Linked DNA regions of Mus musculus: region 1 is linked to region 2. A link is a contact called in public promoter capture Hi-C data. All regions are on one chromosome and are shown on one strand. Each heading gives the region's core, a stretch centred on a gene start, on an enhancer-like site or on the middle of the called end of the contact. The rest is flanking DNA. Distances are from core to core; before and after follow the strand shown. Region 1 holds the start of Paqr4 (progestin and adipoQ receptor family member IV). Region 2 holds the start of Amdhd2 (amidohydrolase domain containing 2).

Region 1 (4,091 bases), core at 1,214-3,713, 420 kb before region 2:
AGCCGGGCACTGGTGGAGGGGGCAGTGAGAGCTCTCCAGCCGGCTACACCTGACAGTGCAGTGTAACCCATCAGGGCAGCTGGGCGAAGCCACGGTCTGCAGGCCAGAGTGCAGTGGATGATGGGCAGGGCTCCTGCAGAGAGAGGGAGGGAGAGAGGTGGGGGGAGAGGAGAGGAGAGGAGAGAAAGGGTTTAAGTCCAAATTAGCTGATCTTCCCAACCCACAGCTCCCACCAGTGGCCCCTGCCGCCACCTCTCTGGGGCCCTGGCTCACCAAGGGTGTTGACAAGGCAGACTCCACACATATCCAAGGCAAGGAGCCGGGTGTACACAGGACTGCCTCCTTGGTGGCACATGAAGAGGTGATACAGCACAGAGGCTGCAGGGGGCACCAGGCAAGCCACACAGTGTGTACCTCCTAGCCAGCCATCCTTGCCCAGCTGACTCCAGGGCATGGTCATTGGCACCAACACCAGGAAGCCCAGCAGGGCTAGCCCTAGAAGGGAGGGAGAGTTATATATCAGACACAATCAGCATAAAAGGAGAATCATATCCACAAAGGTACCAACTGGAGCCAGGAAAATAGCTTAGTCGGTAAAAGCTGTTAAGCCTGACAACCTTAACTTGATCCTGAACTCCACATGGTAGGAGAGAACCAATTCTCACAAATTGTCTTCTAACCTCCACATTCCTGGGCAGAAGTACACCTGCCCACCCACTCATACACTATGAGTATGTTTAAAAATAAAAAAACTAAAGTGGCCTGACTATGAAAAACAAACGAAAGTCAGAGCAAGGCAGAGTTCAGTGCTGCTGCCTGCCCACACAGAGCAGGTCTTGCGGGCTACAAACTTTCAGAAGGGTTACTGTCTGTCAGGATCACTGCAGATCTAGGAAGCAGAGACAATAAGCCCTACTTTGCAGGTGCAAAAACTAGCTTGGAGTAATCTGTCCCAGCTGAGCCCAGCGAGTAGGCAAAGGAGAGAGGATGATGAACCAGGGCAGACCAATTCCTGGCTAAAGCCACAGTTCCTCCCTGCCACACAGGAGGCCAGACCAGGTCTGTCTTGTCTGTCTGTCTGTCCGTCCTGCAGAAATCTGGAGAAGCATGACCTCAGCCTGAGTTCTGATTAGGACAGGAGGGACATACCAGCCTCAGGGTTACTTAACATTGTCAAATGTCCAGGCAGATGGAGGCTTTGGGTCTTTTTGTTTTCCATAAAGAAAGCCAGGAAAGGCCAGAATGAGGGGAAAGGACTGGAAGAAGCCTATCCTGTCTCCACTGGGGCGCTTTCAGCTCTGTTCTTTCCAGTGCTGGCCTTTCTTGGACATTCCTCCCTTCCCCACAACCAGTTGGCATTGCCTTAATAGAGGACAAATGCAGGCATCAGCCCCACTCTTGGTGGGGGTCTGACTAGACAATAGCGCTCTTCCTCTAGAGAAAAGCCCAAGTCTAAACCTAGCTGGCTCTAGTTCCCTCTCCCAGCTGGGGCGGCTCAAGGACAGGCCAGGGCTGTGTCAGCAGAGCTCTAGGGGCCCGCAAGAAGTGTGTTGGGGGGCGGGGTGGGGGAAAGCGGAGCCCCACGGTACTGCTATGGTCGTGGGGACTCAAGGCTATCGCGAGGAAGGGCTTGGGTCAGGCAGGGGCAGTCTTCTCTCCAATTCCTCCTAGCCAGTGAACGCCCATCTCCAGGATGAGCGCTGGAGGGGGAGGGTGCCCAAGGCGCAGGATTATCAAGGGGATACCAGGATTCTTACCCCTAGAGCTCAGCCGGATTAAGCTGGCTCTCACTCTGCTCCCCTGTCCTGCTTTGGGGCACTACTGGGAAAGCAGGAGCTGGCAACGAAGCTTGGGACAATGGCAGCTTTGTCACCGCGGCGCCTGACCCAACCAGAGCAGGGACAGTCCAGGACTTGAGCTTGGGGGGCTGCTGTGCTCACAGGCAAGGCGGCCGCGAGTGCAAGAAGCGTGAATCGGGGCGCGGCTCACCTACCGTGTGTGTAGATGTTGCCCAGCTCGTTGTGTAGGTAGAAAAGGCTGCGCAGACAGCCCGAGCCGCTGCTGGCCGGCCGGTAGCCGGTTAATACGAACTTATTGAACTGCAGGTGCGGCGGCGAGCTAGCCCAGTCCAGGAGACGAGGCCCGGTCAGGAATGCCATGGCCTCACGCACTGCGGCCGACCGGCGACCCTCTGCGCCTGGGCTTCCTTCTCAGTGGAGCTGCAGCGCTGGGAAGCTCATCCCGATTCACCTCCGGCTATCCGGTGGCCCTGCCCGGGTCAGCAAGGAGGTCCCGGCCCCCTTCCCTCACGCGCTGCGCACGCGCGAGTTCGACGCCCCCGCAAGGGAGAGAAAGCTGGCAACCCCAGGTCGGAGCTCAGTGCATTCAGCTCCACCGTAGCAGAGCGGCGGAGGGAGAGCTCCGGTTGGCCGCAACGGCAGCCAGGCGTCTCGCCGCAGCCCGGAGGACGGGCGCGGCCGGACGCCGGAGGGGACAGCAGGCTCCACCCCGGCTCCTCGCCCCCGCCACCCTGCCTGTGTTTCGCGCGCTGGATTCCTGACGTTCTTGTTGCAGGGACCAATGGGCTCTGCGGACGGAGATGCTCCGCCCCGAGACCGCCCATGCCTTCTCTTTTTAACATATGCGGTTCCAGCCTTCTTTGCGTGGAGTGGCTGTTGGCTTGCGACGCGAGTTTCTGTGTCGGGCTCCTCCACTGGAGTGGCCTAGCACCTTGGGTCTACCAACATTATCACACCCCAGCTTTCTTAATGACCTTCAGGTTGCCGCACCTTTGGGCACCTACCTCAAGCACATAACCCGGCTACCCAGCTCTAAACCCACAGTCAGACTCTGTCCAAGGTGCTGCTGGCTAAGCGCCCCACCACCACCCCCCACACCCCCCAGAAGAGTCCTGAGCAGCGCAGGCGCTTACCCACTTTGGAGGCATATTTCCATTGGCGGGGAACCCAAGCGTCTAAGATGTGTGGTGCACCTGGAACCCTTAGCGAGGCCCAGCCCTTCCGGCCAGGCTGCTTCGAGCTTGGGTTCCACCCAATTCACTCCCTTTTATCGCCCACAAAGCACACCCTTAGCCCTGCCCAGTACAGGCAAGGAACGGGCAAAGGCAGGAGACCAGGGAAGCAAGGTCGGTTCTCTTCTACTCTGGCAGGGACAAGGAAGGCGCTTCTTCCTCATAAAACTACCCAAGACCAACTTCCACATCCTCTCATAAGAAAGCTCACAGTGTGGACACCCAGCATCCCACCTGCAGCCCCCCTGCCCACACCCTTATCGACAGGTTCTTCCTCGCGCAAAGAACTTGCTAAAGCCTCTACCAAAATAGGCCTTTTATTTTAAGTCTATACTGAGTCTTTAGATCACTTTTGTTTTGTTTTTGTTTTTGTTTTGTTTTGTTTTTTGAGACAGGGTTTCTCTGTATAGCCTTGGCTGTCCTGGAACTCACTTTGTAGACCAGGCTGGCCAGAAATCCTCCTGCCTCTGCCTCCCGAGTGCTGGGACTAAAGGCATGCGCCACCACGCCCGGCTTTAGATCACTTTTGTTGGCCCCTAACCTTTCATCGAGGGCAGCAGTCCAGGACCATCCCCAAAAGAGGCGCAAAGAACCCTGAAACCAAACACCACCCATCACATCAAGGTCCATGAATTAGGGTGTTGGATTCCCTTTGTCCTTTGGCTTCAGTCATCTGGACCCCAAGGGTCAGGCCAAGTTCCCAAATAGCACTGGATGCTTCCTGTCCGATCTTCTGGTCTTCCCGAGATGATCAGAGACCGAGCTGCTTTTAAAGGGGCACAAGGTCGAGGTAGGGTGCTGCATAATATCTCGGGTGTCCATCTCGCTGGCAGAAGTGGTGATGGACTCACGTACGTCTGGGGTCAGAGAGCAGAGACGAGCGAGCGCAAGGAGCTCTGGCTGGAGGCACTCAGGGGACGGTAGCCCGCAGCAGGACCCTCAGCCTGAGAGTCCCCTGGGGGACAGGGCAGGGCCACCCCTCGGGGCCGGCGGTACCACACAGCCCAGCTTCTCCCGGGGCCCCGGGAAGGTCCCATGGCCAGAGACCCTTTTCCTGGAG
Region 2 (3,812 bases), core at 50-2,549:
GAGTTTGAGGCCAGCCTGGTCTACAAAGTGAGTTCCAGGACAGCAAGGTCTATACAGAGAAACCCTGTCTCGAAAAAACAAACAAACAAACAAAAACCGGGAAAACTGTGGGAGAACCTTACATGAAATTTGGAACAAGACAACAGACCTCCTGCTAAGATAGAAGGTGGAAGGGTGAGGACAGAAGCCAGTCCACAGCAACAGCAGCTCTTTCTGAAAGGCTTTTTCATGTGAGTCACACAGCATAAGCAGGTTAGGGAGGAAGAGCTAGACAAGAGACAATGGCTGTGGCAGAATTCCAGGCGACCTTAGTTCAGGAGACCCAGAGGCTGCCTACAGGGCGTTGGGAGGGCGTGGCAGATGAGAACCGGGGCAGGAAACGTGAGGACAACCGCACTGGCAGTTGCAGAGACCAGGCAGAACCCAACTGAAAGTGAGGCGGATCCCCCTCGGACCCAAGTCCAGGAAGCCCAGATTCGGGTGAAGGAAGTGGTCCTTTCCTGAGGGCCCCTTTGCTCAGGGGTAGAACGGCCTCATCTCACCTTGTGATAAACCTCTGGTGGGGAGGTGACCAGGGTGGGACAGAAGGAGGTGACACCGTGGGACAGGAGCCTCCGGGCCACTAGGGCGACCCCCGAACCCACGTCCTCCGTAGCCTTGGAGAAGTCAACACCAAATCCACCTGTGGCCACAGAAAACAAGGGGGGTAGCACAGTGCTCGGAGCTCCTGCCCTGGGTTCCCTGGCCCGAGCCAGGCCGCACCGTTGATCTGCACATCGATAAAGCCAGGCGCCAGGATGCGGCCTCCGCAGTCCCGCTGCTCATCAGCCACACGCCTCTCCTCAAAAAACAGCTTTTCTGGGTCCAGGATTCGGCCCCCGCGCACCCACAGATCCTCCCTGAGGGCAGAGTAGTAGGCACTTGGATCACCACCAGGCCCTGGAACCAAACCCTAGTTCTATCTCGCACCCAGCTTGTCCCTGCACCCACTATTCTTCTTGGTCCCGGCCACACACCCACGATAGTCCCGCCCTCCACATTCCTGCCCCTTTCAGGGCTTATGCCCTACACTATCCCCATCTCTGCACCCCGCACTGGCGTATCATCAGCTCTATACCCAGCCTAAGCCTGCACCATGCAGCCCAGACCTGAGGAGCGTGCCGCCACGCAGGATGCGGCAGTTGGTGAACTGGAGCACCGGGGCCCCCGCTGCGCACTGCCCGCTACGCATCGTGAGTCGCGCCGAACCCAGCAAGCTTTGGGCGCAAGCCGGCAGAGCCCGGAGCAGCCGTAATCGGAAGCGGGGCCAGGTCGCATCACGTGACTCTCAGCTGAAGGGGCTGTCACGTGGCCGCGGTGCTCACGTGGTGGCGACCACATGATGACAAACCCTGCCAGGCCCGCCCACAGAAGCGCCAGAACACAAGCCAGTCACATCCGAGAACTTTTATTGGACACAGCTGGGAGCCAGCTCTGAGGAGCAGTAGCACTCTATCCTCCACCCTGGCTGTTCAGGGCAGGGGGAAGGGTGGCTCCATCCAAGGAGTCTCAGCAACAGGAACCCCACAAGGCAACAGTCTACTAATGATTACTATATAGTTGGGAGACAGGAGCTGCTCCACAGACGCATGAATAGGTCAAATCTTTTATAAATAAACATCCAGTGAAGAGAAAAATGACAACTCTAGTTCATTCTTATACACAGGAGCACTCTAGGGCGATGGGTGGGGTAACCAGAGGCTGACTTCGTCACTGGTCAGGGGCCTGGGTGGGAGATGAGTGGGCCCGTATGTCCACAGCACGGTGCAGTAGGGGCAAGGCGGGGGCGACAGACAATGGGCACTAGGACACTGCACATTTACAAGACCAACTACTGAGGGGCAGCTGCCCGTGCATGTGTCAGGCTGTTCGTTCTGGAATGAGGAGGGGTGATCTTTACATCCTATCCTGTGACTGATGGTGGAAAAGGACTACTTTGTGGAGAGGATTAGGGCCACGATGAGACCGTAGAGGCCAAGCACCTCCGCAAAGATGAGGATCAGGATCATGCCCACGAACAGTCGAGGCTGCTGGGCAGTGCCCCGAACACCAGCATCTCCGACGATGCCAATGGCAAAGCCAGCAGCCAGGCCACTCAGCCCCACACTCAGGCCAGCACCCAGTTGAAGAAAACTCCTGGGGAGAGAAGAGACACAGGTTGTCAGCAATCTGCCTGTCCACAGGACAATGAAGCACTTCACCTGGGAGGAAAGGCCCAGCACTCACCTGTAGAGGGTGATGCCATCAGTCAGGGAGTTAGCGATAAGTACTGCCACCACCAGGCCGTAGATGGCGATGATCCCAGCCATAACCACTGGGATGATGGACTTCATGATCAGCTCTGGCCTCATGACTGACATGGCTGCGATGCCAGTGCCACTCTTGGCTGTGCCATAGGCGGCTCCCATGGCTGTGGGAGGAGAGAGTAAGTGAGCCCAGAGCAGCTTTTTCCATTCTGCTCCCCAGGTTCCCACCCATTACAAGAACTGAGGCGGGCAGCCAAGCAAGAGCAGCAGCCACTTCTCTTCCCACTAGCAGAGCCATACCTCCAACCTCCTGCTCTACTTCCGCCTGCAGTTCTTCCTGTGGTCATGGGGGCTCGTTTGCTGTGAAACCAGACTTTGTTCCCTAGCACTCCCCTTCCCTAGCTTGTGATCTCTGGCAACATAGTCACGTGGAAGAGGCGGCTGGGCCAAGGAGAGCCTTGCTCGAGACTCTGGCAATCCCTGTCCCACACCCTAAGCTCCAGGCACTTCCAGCATAAGAGCTACATGTCAGCTGCCCAGAGGCCACTCCAGTGTCAATCAGTTCCTGCCTAGAGTCTGCCTACAGTGGGGCCTTCAAGCCTTCCCAGACAGGACAACAGAGTTATATCTGTTTCTTCTGGTACTGCCCCCCCACTTCAACCTCTCCAAGAGAGACTGCTACCCTTCCGGACTTTGTTTCCCTCTCCTATCTTCAGGTCTTGAACTCCAATTCTTCTCATTTCTGCCACTTGTCCTCAGACCCTATAAGAAATATTGAGCTACTAATATGGCTGACACTGGAGCCTCCAAAATCTTTGCCCAGGGCACCCATGGCCATTGTGGGGGAAGTTGTGCATAACCCAATACACAGAAAACAACATGGGCCAGAGGTAAAAGAGACATGAACAGCTCCAGCCCCTCCTCTATATGACTTATGGATCTCACGGAACCACAAGATGTCTACTGTGTGCCCATCACTGAGTAGGGAAAGAGTCAGAGACCTCTGCCTTCTCAGAGCTCAGGAACAGCAAGAAGACAGTGACCCAACACAACAACATATTCAGCAAGGAAAGAGAAAAGGCCTAGGGGAGCTATGGTGAGGGGAGGAGGGTCTAAAAACAGATCACAGAAACCAACCAAGTATACGGGAAGGTGGTAAAGTGAGCAGCAGAGGCAAACCAAAGGGCAAGGTTCCTGACAGCACATTCAGACCCATGCACGACAGGACTAGGGGAGATCAACTGGAGGACTAGGGGAGATCAACTGGAGGACTCGGGGAGATCAACTGGAGGACTAGGGGAGATCAGCTGGAGGACTAGGGGAGATCAACTGGAGGACTAGGGGAGATCAACTGGAGGACTAGGGGAGATCAACTGGAGGACTAGGGGAGATCAACTGGAGGACTAGGGGAGATCAACTGGAGGACTCGGGGAGATCAACTGGAGGACTCGGGGAGATCAACTGGAGGACTCGGGGAGATCAACTGGAGGACTCGGGGAGATCAACTGGAGGACTCGGGGAGATCAA

Evidence for each region. Promoter capture Hi-C pulls out the DNA fragments that hold promoters and counts their contacts.
Region 1: a promoter capture Hi-C map of embryonic stem cells shows a contact between it and region 2. The contact joins the promoter of Paqr4 here to the promoter of Amdhd2 in region 2. A contact is called at or near these places in 2 of 39 promoter capture datasets (cranial neural crest and embryonic stem cells) and 1 of 115 datasets of contacts at active chromatin or transcription factors (microglia).

Annotation. Positions count from the first base shown.
Region 1 is chr17:23,737,867-23,741,957 of GRCm38.p6, forward strand. Paqr4 (progestin and adipoQ receptor family member IV) reads right to left here and starts at 2,464. Exons shown (of 3, transcript NM_023824.3): 1 at 1,994-2,464; 2 at 274-495; 3 at 1-133. The coding sequence starts at 2,159. Kremen2 (kringle containing transmembrane protein 2) reads right to left here. Exons shown (of 10, transcript NM_028416.2): 10 at 3,333-4,091. The coding sequence ends at 3,895.
Region 2 is chr17:24,162,434-24,166,245 of GRCm38.p6, forward strand. It overlaps Amdhd2 (amidohydrolase domain containing 2), which reads right to left and starts at 1,300. Exons shown (of 11, transcript NM_172935.4): 1 at 1,149-1,300; 2 at 763-899; 3 at 543-682. The coding sequence starts at 1,231. It overlaps Atp6v0c (ATPase, H+ transporting, lysosomal V0 subunit C), which reads right to left. Exons shown (of 3, transcript NM_009729.4): 2 at 2,266-2,449; 3 at 1,432-2,175. The coding sequence ends at 1,971.